Regions from separate parts of the Mus musculus genome. Here region 2 is linked to region 1. The links are chromatin contacts, called in public promoter capture Hi-C maps. All regions are on one chromosome and are shown on one strand. The core of a region is the stretch at or near the end of the contact, and the rest is flanking DNA. Distances in the headings are between cores, read along the strand shown.

Region 1 (2,675 bases), core at 106-2,605:
GGTGCTGCTCAGTGTTATAGCACCTGCCGAGGGTGTCTGAGGCCTGGGGTTGTTCCAAAACACCATGCATACCTACACACACAGACAGACACACACACACACACACACACACACACACACACACACACACGAGGATCGAGGAAGAGGAGGAGGGAGAGGAGGAGAGAAACTCAAAGAGGGGAGGATCTGGGTCCTGGAAGGACCAAAATATAAAGGGTTGAGACACACACACACACACACACACACACACACACACACACACACTAACACACACATATGGGGGTGGGGAGCAGAGAGATAGAGACAGAAAGACAGAAAGATGAGAGTGGGGGTAGGGGGACCGGTTACTAGAAAGAGTTTAGACTTATACAAACCCACACACGGGGTAGGGGGAGAGAATGTGTCAAAGAGAGCGGGGAGGGACTGGTTTCTGGAAACACCAAAAGTGTGGGGGGGGGTTTCACACACACACACACACACACACACACACACACACACACACAGACTCCCTAGGGATTCCTAAGGTCAATTCCAATGGCCAATGATTAAATCAATTATAGCTATCTAGTAAAGCTTAAATCAAGTTCCCAAAAAGGGCTCAAAAAAACTTCCAGAAACCTGAACAAACGGAGGCCCCAAAGAAGGCATAGAAGCTCCTATGGGCTTTACTCAGGCGTCTCTTCATCTTTACCCTTCATAATATCCCTCATAGTAAACTAGGAAATACGTTTCCCTGAGGTCTGTGAGCCACTTTAGTAAAATAATCACACTGGGTGAGGGGGAAGTGAAAGCTCAGATTAATAGCCAACTCTTCAGATGCGCTTGTAAAACCACCTGGACACTTGCAAATGGTGTCCAATATGGGTCAGAGTTCTAAGCCTGGAGCTATAAGAACTGAACTGGGTTAGAGGGCATCCTGCTAGTGTCCATGGCAACAGAACTGCTTGCATTCTTTTAGGAGGCAGAAGTCTATGTACATCATGATATAAGAGCAGACAATGAACAGGAAATGACATCTTTGTTTTCATGGGGGAGACAAGGCCCTCCCTTGGTGATGACCACCCCACAGAGCTGTTGAGAGCCATGGTAGTGGGAGTCATCCAGAGCAGAGGGGAAATGGAATCAGGGAGCAGCTTTTAAGGCCCCACAACCAGTAAGTAGTGGGGCTATGGGATGGCGAGTGAGTGATGGAGCCCCAGCTGCACTGTCTCCTGGGCCCCTTCCAGGTAGCCTTCAAGTCTGAGTTGAGAAATTCCCTTACAGAGGAAGCAATGACCTGGCTGCAGTCACCTGAGTCATGAGGTTCTAAAGAACAGAACGGCATTTGCTCAAGGGACTGAAGAGAAAGGGGATTTCCTTCATGTCTAACTCTTGAATCAGCTAGTGTTTGCTCAAGATGACGTATGAGACATGCACAGTTGTGTAGGCAAAAAGGAAACAAAATCAAACAATGACATTGTCAAACAAGAACAAGTGTACGAAGGGAAATTCATTGGTTTAGGTAATTAAAACATCCAGGTGTGCTCAGCTATTAGCATCCGTTTTTTTTTATTCAATGCTGATCTCCGTGTCAGGTTCCATGTGCAATGTGATAGGCTCTTCTTGGTAGCATGAGTGCTAGGAAGAGTTCAGCAAGACAGATGCTGCTTGCTACCCTGCCGACTCCAACAGTCTGAGACTGTCATTAGCAAGACCAGCTTCTTCAGGACCTAAGAATGGGCTATGTAAAATGATGTTCTCTTTGCCTATGTGTGGCTTATGTGACTCTCTCTAGAGGTTCTGAGTAAAATTAACTGCACAGGAGCCACATAGATTAAGAGTGGGGGGAGGGAATTACCAAACCAAAATTGTGATTGTTGTCTAAAGCACAGTAAGGAGACGTTCAGCAAGTTTACTACAATTTTAAATCTTGTTTGAGGCACTGTTAACATGCTGGTTTTTTAAAATAATAAACAGTGGGAATCTTGAGAAAACATACTCCTAGCATTCATTAAAAGGGGGACTAGTAATTGTCCCACACTTCAGGATGAATAATCTTAGAGGTTCTGTGTGGGCCAGACATTTAGCCTATAATTCTGGATAAATGTCAGTGGTCATTGTTAAATATTTTTGTCTGTTACACTGATACCAATAGTAATAGGTGATCTTTCCCATGATTCAGTCACGTAATGACTCTGTTTCCACAGAGATTTGACACAGTCAGAAGCACTTGAGGGTCCACTGGCTTGAAAACAGGAATTATTCTTGGCAAGTGTGAAGTCATTGTAACTCATGCTCAATAGAGTCGTGTTCTGAACAACACTAGGCTGACTGGAAGGATGGTATAACCCCTCAGTGGAGCACTGTAGAAAATTTTAATCCAGCAATAGGGTTACTCTGGCTGGAAAATAGACTTGGTCTTAGTACTGACCTTTAATCCCAAACAATGTAGGTAAGGTTAGTTGGTAGAAGGAAGTAGTCATGTTTGAAAGTGACACCTAATTGAGGGGCAGACAAAGTGATGAATCAAAAAAACATTTGACAAAATGAATCAGAGACAGAATATGCCCAACTCTCACAACAACAGAGCAGTGCAGGAAGAGAGGGGAGTTTGAAGTCAGCTCAGTTGTGCAGTCAATTCTGCTCAGTCAGTCGAGTTGAGTCAGTAAGTTGGGAGCCAGTGTAGTAAGTGCAGT
Region 2 (2,675 bases), core at 68-2,567, 87 kb before region 1:
CCCATCTGACCCCAGCTTTTCAGTACATGTGTGTTTGTTTGTCCTTCAGTCCTCCATCGCCCCCAGTCAGGTTTCCAAGACCAAGCCAGGCTGGACTTAGCAATTACTTATATAAGACATATACATAAAACTGCATATGCATTACATATACATACACACATATATATGTATATATATATACATACATGCATATATATGTATAAATATGTTTATATTTATACACACACATACCACAAAATGTACACCCAAGATGTAAGTACTAAAAACTGCATGTAAATAAACAGGCCTTTTGTTATTTCCGTTAAATAATTTTACTATTATCTGTATACAAAATGTAGCCCAGTCTTTCAATGCATGTAACTAATGAATAGGTTTAAAGATCTCAGACATAAATATTCTGATTATTCCCCCTCTGATTTCTTAATTATCTACCAACACTGTAAAAACAATCCCTTAAGAACACAAGCCTTATCAAAAGATCAAAGGATGATATAAGAAATAACTTTGGCATGCATTACCTGCCGACTGACGTTGGCCGGAGTGAACTGGTTCAGGATGGGCTGCAAGCCTGTGGCATCAGCAGCCGTTCTCTGGTCCAACCGATACTCCATGAAAATGGTGATGGGAGTGAGCTTGTCTCTAAATTCAGATTCATCCTGAAACAAAAGAGCTTCAGGTTAAAGGTGACATCAACCTAAACAGTTTGGAGAAATCCACAATGGTGGGGAACCACAAAAGCAGCTGAATTCATCACAGAATGTTCGGTTACAACATCTGAAAAACTGTGTTAACTGTGGCAAGCATAACGTAAAACTCACATGGCTGTTCAGTAAGAACTGTGCATCAGGGTTAGTTTTATAATGTAACGCTTGACTCAAAACACAACCAAGAAGCTATGAAGTGCATTAGCTGTGAACCCAAGTTCTCTGAAAAAACCACACGTACTTAACAGTCTGCTAAGAGCTGAGCTCTGCCAATTATGCAGAGGTGTAATACTTCAGATAATGAGCCAGAGTTGTTATAGAACAATATGAGTCCTTTCTAATAACTCTTAGCTATAAATCTCTGCATCTGACTTATTTTGCCATTGCTAGCTAAAACTATTGGAATCCATCAGAAAACCTGGTGGCTCTCTCCCCTCCAGCAACCAAGGAATGGGATAAAGATCTGAATTCTGAAGAAGATGTTAAGGATGACATGTGAACCTTACAGCAGAGATTCCGCTGTCTTTTGTAGCTCACCTACTCAATAGCGCACCAGCCTCCCTTTGTCCTGTGTCCGTAAAAACATACACAACACAGCCCAGAGTCTGTGCTTCAGAGGACGAGGCCTCCAGCCAGAGTCACTCACATTCCTTGAATAAATTCTTCTCTTGCCTTCCTTAAAGTGAGACTGTGATTTTATGCCAACACGGTAAAAGGAACACTCAGGCAGATACCCAACACAGTAATCAGACCAATATTAATGTGGCTTTAAGCTGCCCAACCTTTCAACCTTTGCTTTCCTTCACAGTGTAAGGGCTGCTGAATTTCAGTTCGCCCATCCCTGCCTGCTCTGCTGACACCACTGTTTTCAAACTTGTCTAGAAATCTCTTGTGGTCACTCTTTCCTGGTGGCCGGTATTTACATCTTGCCGGCGCCACTTTTTATAGAGATTGTGTCACCGAACAGTGCGTCCCTCACTTGTTTTTTGTTTCTCCTTTGGATAACTGGGAATGAGCTCATATATAACCTCTGATTTTCTTCCCATTTAACAGTTTAAGCCTCATCTATGCTGTTCCATATATACAGCTAGGACATACATCACTGCTAGGTAATATGTTATAGCAGCTTATCCATTCTTCTGTCAAAGATTACTTGTGGTTTCCCAGTTTGTTTTTGTTATTACAAGATTTTGTTGCAGTGATGATTCTACTTAAATAGTCACAAAATTCACCAGTTCTTATTTATTTTCCAAAACCTGCATAACAACTAAAGGATCATCAGCAAGGAAGGAGCTGCCACGCATCACCCCTGGACTAGTTAACAAACAGACCTGAATTAAATTTAACCTCGGATCTGTTCACAGTCATGACTGCCTCTAAAATAAATCCTCAGTGGTTCATCAGATCACAGGCTTTCCTTTTCCGCAGCTACACAAAATGGTCTTGCTTCTTTCCCCCTTCTTTATTCATGCAGAAAGTCCTCCTTCTAAATTCTCAATGTTAGTCCAGCCTAGAATGAATTCACCTTGGCAAACTTATTGATTTGGTAACTTGACATATGTCAAGCTTCATAGAACATTAGAAAATTTTCAGTTTTACTTTTCATTTGAAGAACAGAGATTAATAAAGTATCAGAAATGGCTCATTCCTAAATTATAATATTGCATAAAAATCATCTAGGCCTTATGTTCCTATCTGTAAAGTTTTGTTGTTTTTGTTTTGTTTTGTTTTAAAGGGGACTTAGGATGTGGAGGCAGGAGGATTATGAATCCAAGGTCATTTTCAGCTACAAAGCATGGTTCAAGGCCAACCTAGACAACAGGTAACACTGCCTCCAAAAACAAACAAAACTGATTCCAAATACCTTTCCATTTTAGAAGTGTCTATATATAATCCTATATGAGTGATCCTATAGCTATTGGGTTTTTGTATCTCCTTATGGCAGGTTTGTTACATATGTCTAAGAATTAT

Evidence for each region. Promoter capture Hi-C pulls out the DNA fragments that hold promoters and counts their contacts.
Region 2: a promoter capture Hi-C map of trophoblast stem cells shows a contact between it and region 1, with 4 times the contacts expected there. The contact joins two enhancer-like sites. A contact is called at or near these places in 8 of 39 promoter capture datasets (3T3-L1-derived adipocytes, HPC-7-derived erythroid cells, hematopoietic stem and progenitor cells and 5 more), 4 of 15 datasets of contacts at CTCF or cohesin (the G1E-ER4 cell line, the NIH/3T3 cell line, large pre-B cells and 1 more), 53 of 484 Hi-C or Micro-C datasets (B cells, the C10 cell line, CD4 T cells and 28 more) and 9 of 115 datasets of contacts at active chromatin or transcription factors (acute myeloid leukemia, bone marrow-derived dendritic cells, embryonic stem cells and 3 more).

The regions. Positions count from the first base shown.
Region 1 is chr2:83,699,506-83,702,180 of GRCm38.p6, reverse strand. No RefSeq gene overlaps it. Among named protein-coding and RNA genes, the nearest start is that of Itgav, 24 kb to the left of the region's middle. Within about 2 kb of position 1,355, at least 58 of the 459 cell types and tissues checked have an H3K27ac peak or open chromatin away from gene starts, as enhancers often do. A contact at or near this core is called in trophoblast stem cells, where this site is marked.
Region 2 is chr2:83,786,898-83,789,572 of GRCm38.p6, reverse strand. It overlaps Itgav (integrin alpha V), which reads right to left. Exons shown (of 30, transcript NM_008402.3): 18 at 519-656. Among named protein-coding and RNA genes, the nearest start is that of Fam171b, 24 kb to the left of the region's middle. Within about 2 kb of position 1,317, at least 3 of the 459 cell types and tissues checked have an H3K27ac peak or open chromatin away from gene starts, as enhancers often do. A contact at or near this core is called in trophoblast stem cells, where this site is marked.